Regions from separate parts of the Mus musculus genome. Here region 1 is linked to region 2. The links are chromatin contacts, called in public promoter capture Hi-C maps. All regions are on one chromosome and are shown on one strand. Each heading gives the region's core, a stretch centred on a gene start, on an enhancer-like site or on the middle of the called end of the contact. The rest is flanking DNA. Distances are from core to core; before and after follow the strand shown.

What was found. Promoter capture Hi-C pulls out the DNA fragments that hold promoters and counts their contacts.
Region 1: a promoter capture Hi-C map of pre-B cells shows a contact between it and region 2. The contact joins the promoter of Rbm10 here to the promoter of Chst7 in region 2. A contact is called at or near these places in 8 of 39 promoter capture datasets (the 3T3-L1 cell line, the C10 cell line, cranial neural crest and 3 more), 1 of 484 Hi-C or Micro-C datasets (uterus), 2 of 115 datasets of contacts at active chromatin or transcription factors (astrocytes and pancreatic cancer cells) and 2 of 9 other capture datasets (adipose tissue and macrophages).

Annotation. Positions count from the first base shown.
Region 1 is chrX:20,615,870-20,619,102 of GRCm38.p6, forward strand. Rbm10 (RNA binding motif protein 10) reads left to right here and starts at 1,634. Exons shown (of 24, transcript NM_145627.3): 1 at 1,634-2,182. Ndufb11 (NADH:ubiquinone oxidoreductase subunit B11) reads right to left here and starts at 1,750. Exons shown (of 3, transcript NM_019435.5): 1 at 1,191-1,750. The coding sequence starts at 1,391.
Region 2 is chrX:20,058,224-20,061,457 of GRCm38.p6, forward strand. Chst7 (carbohydrate (N-acetylglucosamino) sulfotransferase 7) reads left to right here and starts at 1,347. Exons shown (of 2, transcript NM_021715.1): 1 at 1,347-2,985. The coding sequence starts at 1,493. The coding sequence ends at 2,947.

The DNA of each region.
Region 1 (3,233 bases), core at 384-2,883, 560 kb after region 2:
GGCTTCTTGCTGCTCCATAAAGTTATATCCTGGCCTTGCATGACCTGGTCTCTAATCCGCCCTCCAATCTCTAACCAATCTCTTATCCCTGATTAAAATCCTTTCTCTACTTTTAGGATACGTGAAATTCCTTCCCACCACAGGGCTGTGACATTTGCTGCTCTCGAGGCCTAGAAAGCTCTTCTTCCAAATCTAATCACCACTGAATTCATCACCATCTCCCCATCCAAGATTTTGACTTTCTTTCCAAATGAATAATTGGCCTCACGTACTTGTTTGGGAGTGCTCACCCTGTCTGTTAAGTTTCATCCTTGGAAAGTGCTATTTATAAAGATTAAAAAAATGTTTGGATATTGGCAATTTCCTATGGGTCCACTTATTCTATAGGACCCTATAATAATTTAAGATCTTCAATCAGATGTTAATGTTGAATATACTAGGCCTTTTCAAAAACACAAACCTCACAATATCCTCAGTAGAGTGGAAATGGCAATAATAAACACCTTCTAATTTGGAGTACTTCTGAAGTAAGTGGTAAGAGCTGCAGTGACCATTCTGACTCATATGAAGCAGGTGTGTTTTTCTTAGCTTTCCTAGTACTTTTCTCACTTTACAAAGAAACCGAGGCACCAAGAGATTAAATTACTTGTCCAAGGTCATACAAGTGAATAATTTTCAACCCAAGATGTCTGACTCCAGAATCTCTGCTCTCCATAAAGCACAGGAATTCAGTCCTGAATGCAAATAATCAGCTCCATGACCTACTCAAGCTGTGATCTTGGGCTAGCAACTTGTGTTTTAGTATCCTCATCTATGTCACTGTAACAGTTACAGTGCCTACTTCAGTAACAGTTATAGTGCCTACTTCAAAATCACGCTACTTTAGAATTGAGATGAGTAAATAGATACAAAGTGTCTAGCACAGCCTGGCATTATGCACGTGTTACCTTAGAGTTTAGTATTACCCTAATTATAAAGTTTCTAACATGCTTTGGGTGCTGCCCTCTTTCAGTGTGATTTCTGACTGCAAATAAGGCAACGAAAGAGAAAAACAAGCTAGGCAAAATTTCTGAATATTCGAAGATTTTGTCCACTGCTCAAATCTCGGGCCGGAGAATGTCCGCTTTGACACTGGTTTCCCTGGTCCAGATTGGCCCCTACAGCGTCCCGTTTTCCCCCCTCCCTCTCACCTTCGCGTAGACGTTTTCGTCCTCGGGTTCTGGGTCCTCCTGCCACTGCATGGTCGGTTCTCGTTGCCGCTTTTTCTCCACACCGGATGGGGCGATTACAGCCCTGGAGGACTCCCAGCGAACGCGAGCAGCCGGGAGCCCTCTCATCGCCCCCGCTGCTGACAGGCAGCGACCATACAAGCTTAACAGTCGGGCCGCCATGACAGCTTGTACTGCGGAGTCCTGGGGGGCGGGGGGGGGGAGGGAGACGGAAATACAATGTGCGCAGCTGCGGTTGATCCCAGCGCGATTTTTGTCGCTCCGCCCTTACCTTGCTAAATAGATCCCCGGCCTAAGTTTGTTTACGAGTTCGGCGAGGTGCGGACTCTATTTTGCCTCCCACGCCGTGTCGCTACCGAATCAACGTTATCATTTCTGTTAGTCTGGGAGAGAGTTGTTTTTGAGAGGTCTGTTCATTTTCTTCGTAAGAAGAAAGCGGTGACATCTAGATGGCCCTGTAGGGAAAGAGGTGGAGCTTCTAGTTGTCTTTCAACTTCAAAGGACAGCAAGCTTCTAAAGAGCGGGCCTCTTAGGGGTAGCCAATAGCTACTCTTTTTTCTGGACTCCTGGGCCGTTCTCACAGGGAATGGGGAGGTAGCATATGCTTGCCAATCAGAGAATGCCAGGGCCAGCCAATGGTGACCGGCAACCAATCGTCAAGGCCGGCCAGAGCGCGCTCCCTTAGTAGGTGGATGGTGGTCGGATCGCCGGCTCTCTTCTCGTCGCCATTTTGTGTTGGTGACTGTGGCCGGCTAGGAGGAGGTGGCACCGAGTTTCCTTGGGAGGGCAACGCGTCGGTCGCGTCTCCCCTCCCCCTTTCCTCCTTTTTGCTCCCAGTCTTGGACTTGGTAGTTGCATGCATTGGCTCCCATTTGAACTAACAGTTCTGAAGGAGGTGGTGGCGGGCGGAGGTGATGCCTGGGAGCCCTCCCTTGACAGCCCGGGCCGAGAAGGTGAGCGCCGTTGCGGGTCGTGGGATCGGAGGTAAAGGAGCTGGGCGCGTGGGAGGGGGAGAGGGCCGGTGTGCATAGAAGAGGCGCGGGGACGGACTGTACCCTCGGAGTTCGCACAGAGCTGAGGGATGCCTGCACAGCCTGCACCTGAAGAGGGGGTATGGTCCCCCACCCCAGCTTTTTTCTTATGAAAGCAAAAGCGCGTGCGCGATTGGGACGCGGGATGGGTGCACGCGGGTTGGGGGAAGGGAGAGACAGATGGGAGTGGGGTACTGTGACTTACTGTATTTGCCCACCGAACTTTTTATCTTTTGAAACGCGCGTGTTTGCGACTTTGCGGGGGGTGTTCTTAGAGGAGGGTTGTGCTGACTGCCCTTGTTACTTAACTATCCACGGGGAAATACTCTGGCTGCGGCCTCTATTCATTTATGTGGTGGGAATGAGGGTGACAAGCGCGGAGAAAGAAAGTGAATATGGTTTTTATCCTTGGGGTCTGTATCTGACCTCTGATCCTTATCAGGAAGCAGGCTTGTTACTGATCGACCCCAACTTAGTTAGTTTGGGGAGGGGGTGCAGAGAATATATATATCCGGCGTTTCTTCTTTTGGGAGTTGTATCTGTAACAGTGAGGTCTATATATTCAAAGGGAAATCCGTTTAATTGTGTCTCTTATAGGTATCCTGTGATCCTGGCCCTTGGCTATTTTGGGGGCTTGTCTGTAACTTTGTTTCTTTTCTGTGCTGTGTATGCAACAAAATTAGACTCATTCTTTTGCCATTGAGCATTTTGTGTCAGGTTCTCATCCACTGGGGTTCCTGCCTGTGATTCTTTTCCCCATCTGGGGGAAGTTAACTGATCCTTGAGTTGGAAGAGAAAATAGGTACTTAAGAGAAAAGGTGTTGTGGCAACCTACCGTTGGGCAAGTACTATACCCGCCTAGCTTTACTTGGTTCCTGTACAAATGGGTGGCAGCTAAAGATTCAGGGGTAATTTTGATCTCTGGTTGGGTCATGACACTCTCAGATCTTGTACTTCTCAAGGCAGTCCCAAA
Region 2 (3,234 bases), core at 97-2,596:
AATATAATGGAAGCTATTAATTTTATGTTGCAAAATAGTATCCTTGCTACAAAGGAGATTAATACATAAGTGAGTGAATGTTACTGATGGAAAATGAAGAGGTTCAACATGGTTTCTTCTGACAAAAAAGTAGCAAGTAATGACACTGTTGGGAAAGGAGTGCAGTGGTACCCCTGGTTGGAGAAGAGCAGAGAATTTTGAATAGTCCTAGAGGCTTGAGATTTGGAATTGACAGGATGTCTGAGGTTAATGGTGTTAAATTTCTCTTGGTGTAAACATGTCCTTTATGGAATGTTTTGCAATTGTGTTTGTGGGTTTGGGAAAGAATGGCTTTTCTAGGGGAGTAATGAATGACAGAAGGCAAGGAAGTTTAGTTTATTGCCATGAGTGTTATTAAAATAATGGCACAGGACCAGTAAGATGGCTCAGTGAGAGCACTTGCCTAGAGCTGATCCTAGCAACCTGAGTTCAATCGCCAGTCTCCAGGACATGCAAGATGAGAGAAGAGAACCAACTCCCTCATGTTGTCCTCTGACCTCCATACATGTGCACACACAGGCACACAGGCACGCACGCACACACACACACACACACACACACACACACACACGAATATAATTTGAGAGAGAGAGAGAGAGAGAGAGAATTGCCCATAGTCTTTTAGATGAACACGAAGATTTGAGAAAAATGTAAAGGGAGTGGGCAAGGTGGATCAGAAATAAAGAATATATATACAAGTGGCTGGAAAGTGTGAGAATTGTGGGCAAGAAACAATGATTGACAAATACAAAATAAATAGTTTTCATATATAAGGAATACAAGAGAAGGGCTGGAGAATTAGTTCAGTGATTAAGACCACTTACTGGAGACCCAAGTTTGGTTTGAAACACCTATAGCTCTGATTACACCCATCTGCAACTCTTGTTTCTGGTGATCCAGTGCCCTCTTCTGGATTCTGCTGGGACCAAAACAGGAAGAAAAAAAGTGTCATTCTCCAGGTGGGGAATCATGTCCAGTCACTGGATGCCTTCTGTACACATTGTGACTCTCCCTTGCCTGAAGTTGGTTGGTTAGCAAACTTAAATTCGTTTTGAAGGAGTTAGGGAAAGGTGGAGTACACTCAGTGCACCCCAGAGGGTGTCCCTGCCCTGTGGCAGCCCTGTCCAGCTCTAGCCCGGCGTTGAGCAAACCCAGGAGCAGAGCGTAAGTGGGCGGGGAGAAGTTTCGGGTACCATGGGCAGGGCCTGCAGCTGCTGAACCGGCCAATGAGCGCTCTCAAGAGGCTGAGCCAAGAAGGAGGCTGAGTGTGCCGCCACCACTGCCTCCCAAGTTTCCTGTAGTGGATACACCGCCCGGCTGCTCCACTCCGCTCCACCCAACATTGAGGGAGACCCGAAGAGGCCGGAGCCGAGGACTTTGGGCTGGGTTTTCTGGACAGAACCAGCAGGCGCCTACTCTGCTCTGGGTGGGGAGAGTGAGGATTCGGTGAACTATGAAGGGCCGGCGGCGGCGGCGCCGAGAGTATTGCAAGTTCACGCTGCTCTTGGCGCTGTACACGCTTTTGCTACTTCTTGTCCCCTCTGTACTGGACAGCCACAGCGAGCAGGACAAGGGCAGGAACTGCCCCGGCCTGCAGCGCAGCTTGGGTGTGTGGAGCCTGGAGGCGGCGGCGGCCGGGGAACGTGAGCAGGGCGCTGAGGTGCGGTCCCTGGCCGAAGGAAACCCGGATCGATCCCCCGGGTCCCCCGGCAACCTCAGCGCCGTCGGTGAGGCGGTGACCCAGGAAAAGCAACACATCTATGTGCATGCCACCTGGCGCACCGGCTCGTCCTTCTTGGGCGAACTCTTCAACCAGCACCCGGACGTTTTCTACTTGTACGAGCCCATGTGGCATCTGTGGCAGGCACTGTATCCGGGCGACGCGGAGAGCCTGCAGGGCGCACTAAGAGACATGCTGCGCTCCCTCTTCCGCTGTGATTTCTCTGTGCTGCGCCTGTACGCGCAGCCTGGGGACCCTGGGGAGCGAGCACCGGACTCGGCCAACCTCACCACGGCCATGCTTTTCCGCTGGCGGACCAACAAGGTCATCTGCTCGCCGCCTCTGTGCCCCGCCGCGCCCCGGGCACGCGCGGACGTGGGACTCGTCGAGGACAAAGCCTGCGAAAGTACCTGCCCGCCCGTTTCGCTCCGCGCCCTGGAGGCCGAGTGCCGCAAGTACCCGGTGGTGGTCATCAAAGACGTGCGGCTACTGGACCTGGGAGTGCTGGTCCCTCTGCTGCGTGACCCAGGCCTCAACCTAAAGGTGGTGCAACTCTTCCGAGACCCTCGGGCCGTGCACAACTCGCGCCTCAAGTCGAGGCAGGGACTGCTGCGCGAAAGCATCCAGGTGCTGCGCACGCGCCAGAGGGGCGACCACTTCCACCGGGTGCTGCTGGCGCATGGAGTGGATGCCCGTCCGGGAGGCCAGGCCCGGGCTCTGCCCTCGGCGCCACGCGCTGATTTCTTCTTAACCAGCGCGCTTGAGGTGATCTGTGAAGCGTGGCTTCGCGACCTGCTATTCACCCGCGGCGCGCCCGCCTGGCTGAGGCGTCGCTACCTGCGGCTGCGTTATGAGGACCTGGTGTGGCAGCCCCAAGCCCAGCTGCGCCGCCTGCTGCGCTTCTCTGGGTTGCGGACACTCGCCGCGCTTGATGCCTTCGCATTCAATATGACGCGGGGCTCGGCCTACGGCGCCGATCGTCCCTTCCACTTGTCTGCGCGGGACGCCCGAGAGGCTGTGCACGCCTGGCGCGAACGTCTGAGCCAAGAGCAGGTGCGCCAAGTGGAAACCGCCTGCGCCCCTGCCATGCGTCTGCTTGCCTACCCTCGAAGTGGGGACGAACGCGACAGGAAGACCGTCAGGGAAGGGGAGACACCACTGGAGACCAAGGCCAATTGGGCTGTGTAATACCCTGATCCCTGAACCCTGCCCCGGGGCGTATTCAGGTAAAGTGACACAGTATAAGGAACAGTATTTGGGGAGGGGGAATCCTGAAACAACCAGCGGGGTTCGGGGAGGGGAGTTGAAGGGTGGTTAGAGGGGTCAATGCTGTCCTGAATCACAAGCTATCAGATCACATCCAAGATCATGTCTTGTTTGATAGATTTGAGGTGCTTCAGTGAGTTCGTTCCTTACCTTCTCAGAGGAGGTCTTGGAAGTGAGAGAAGTTGTGTAAAGGTAGCTGAAGCAGCCTC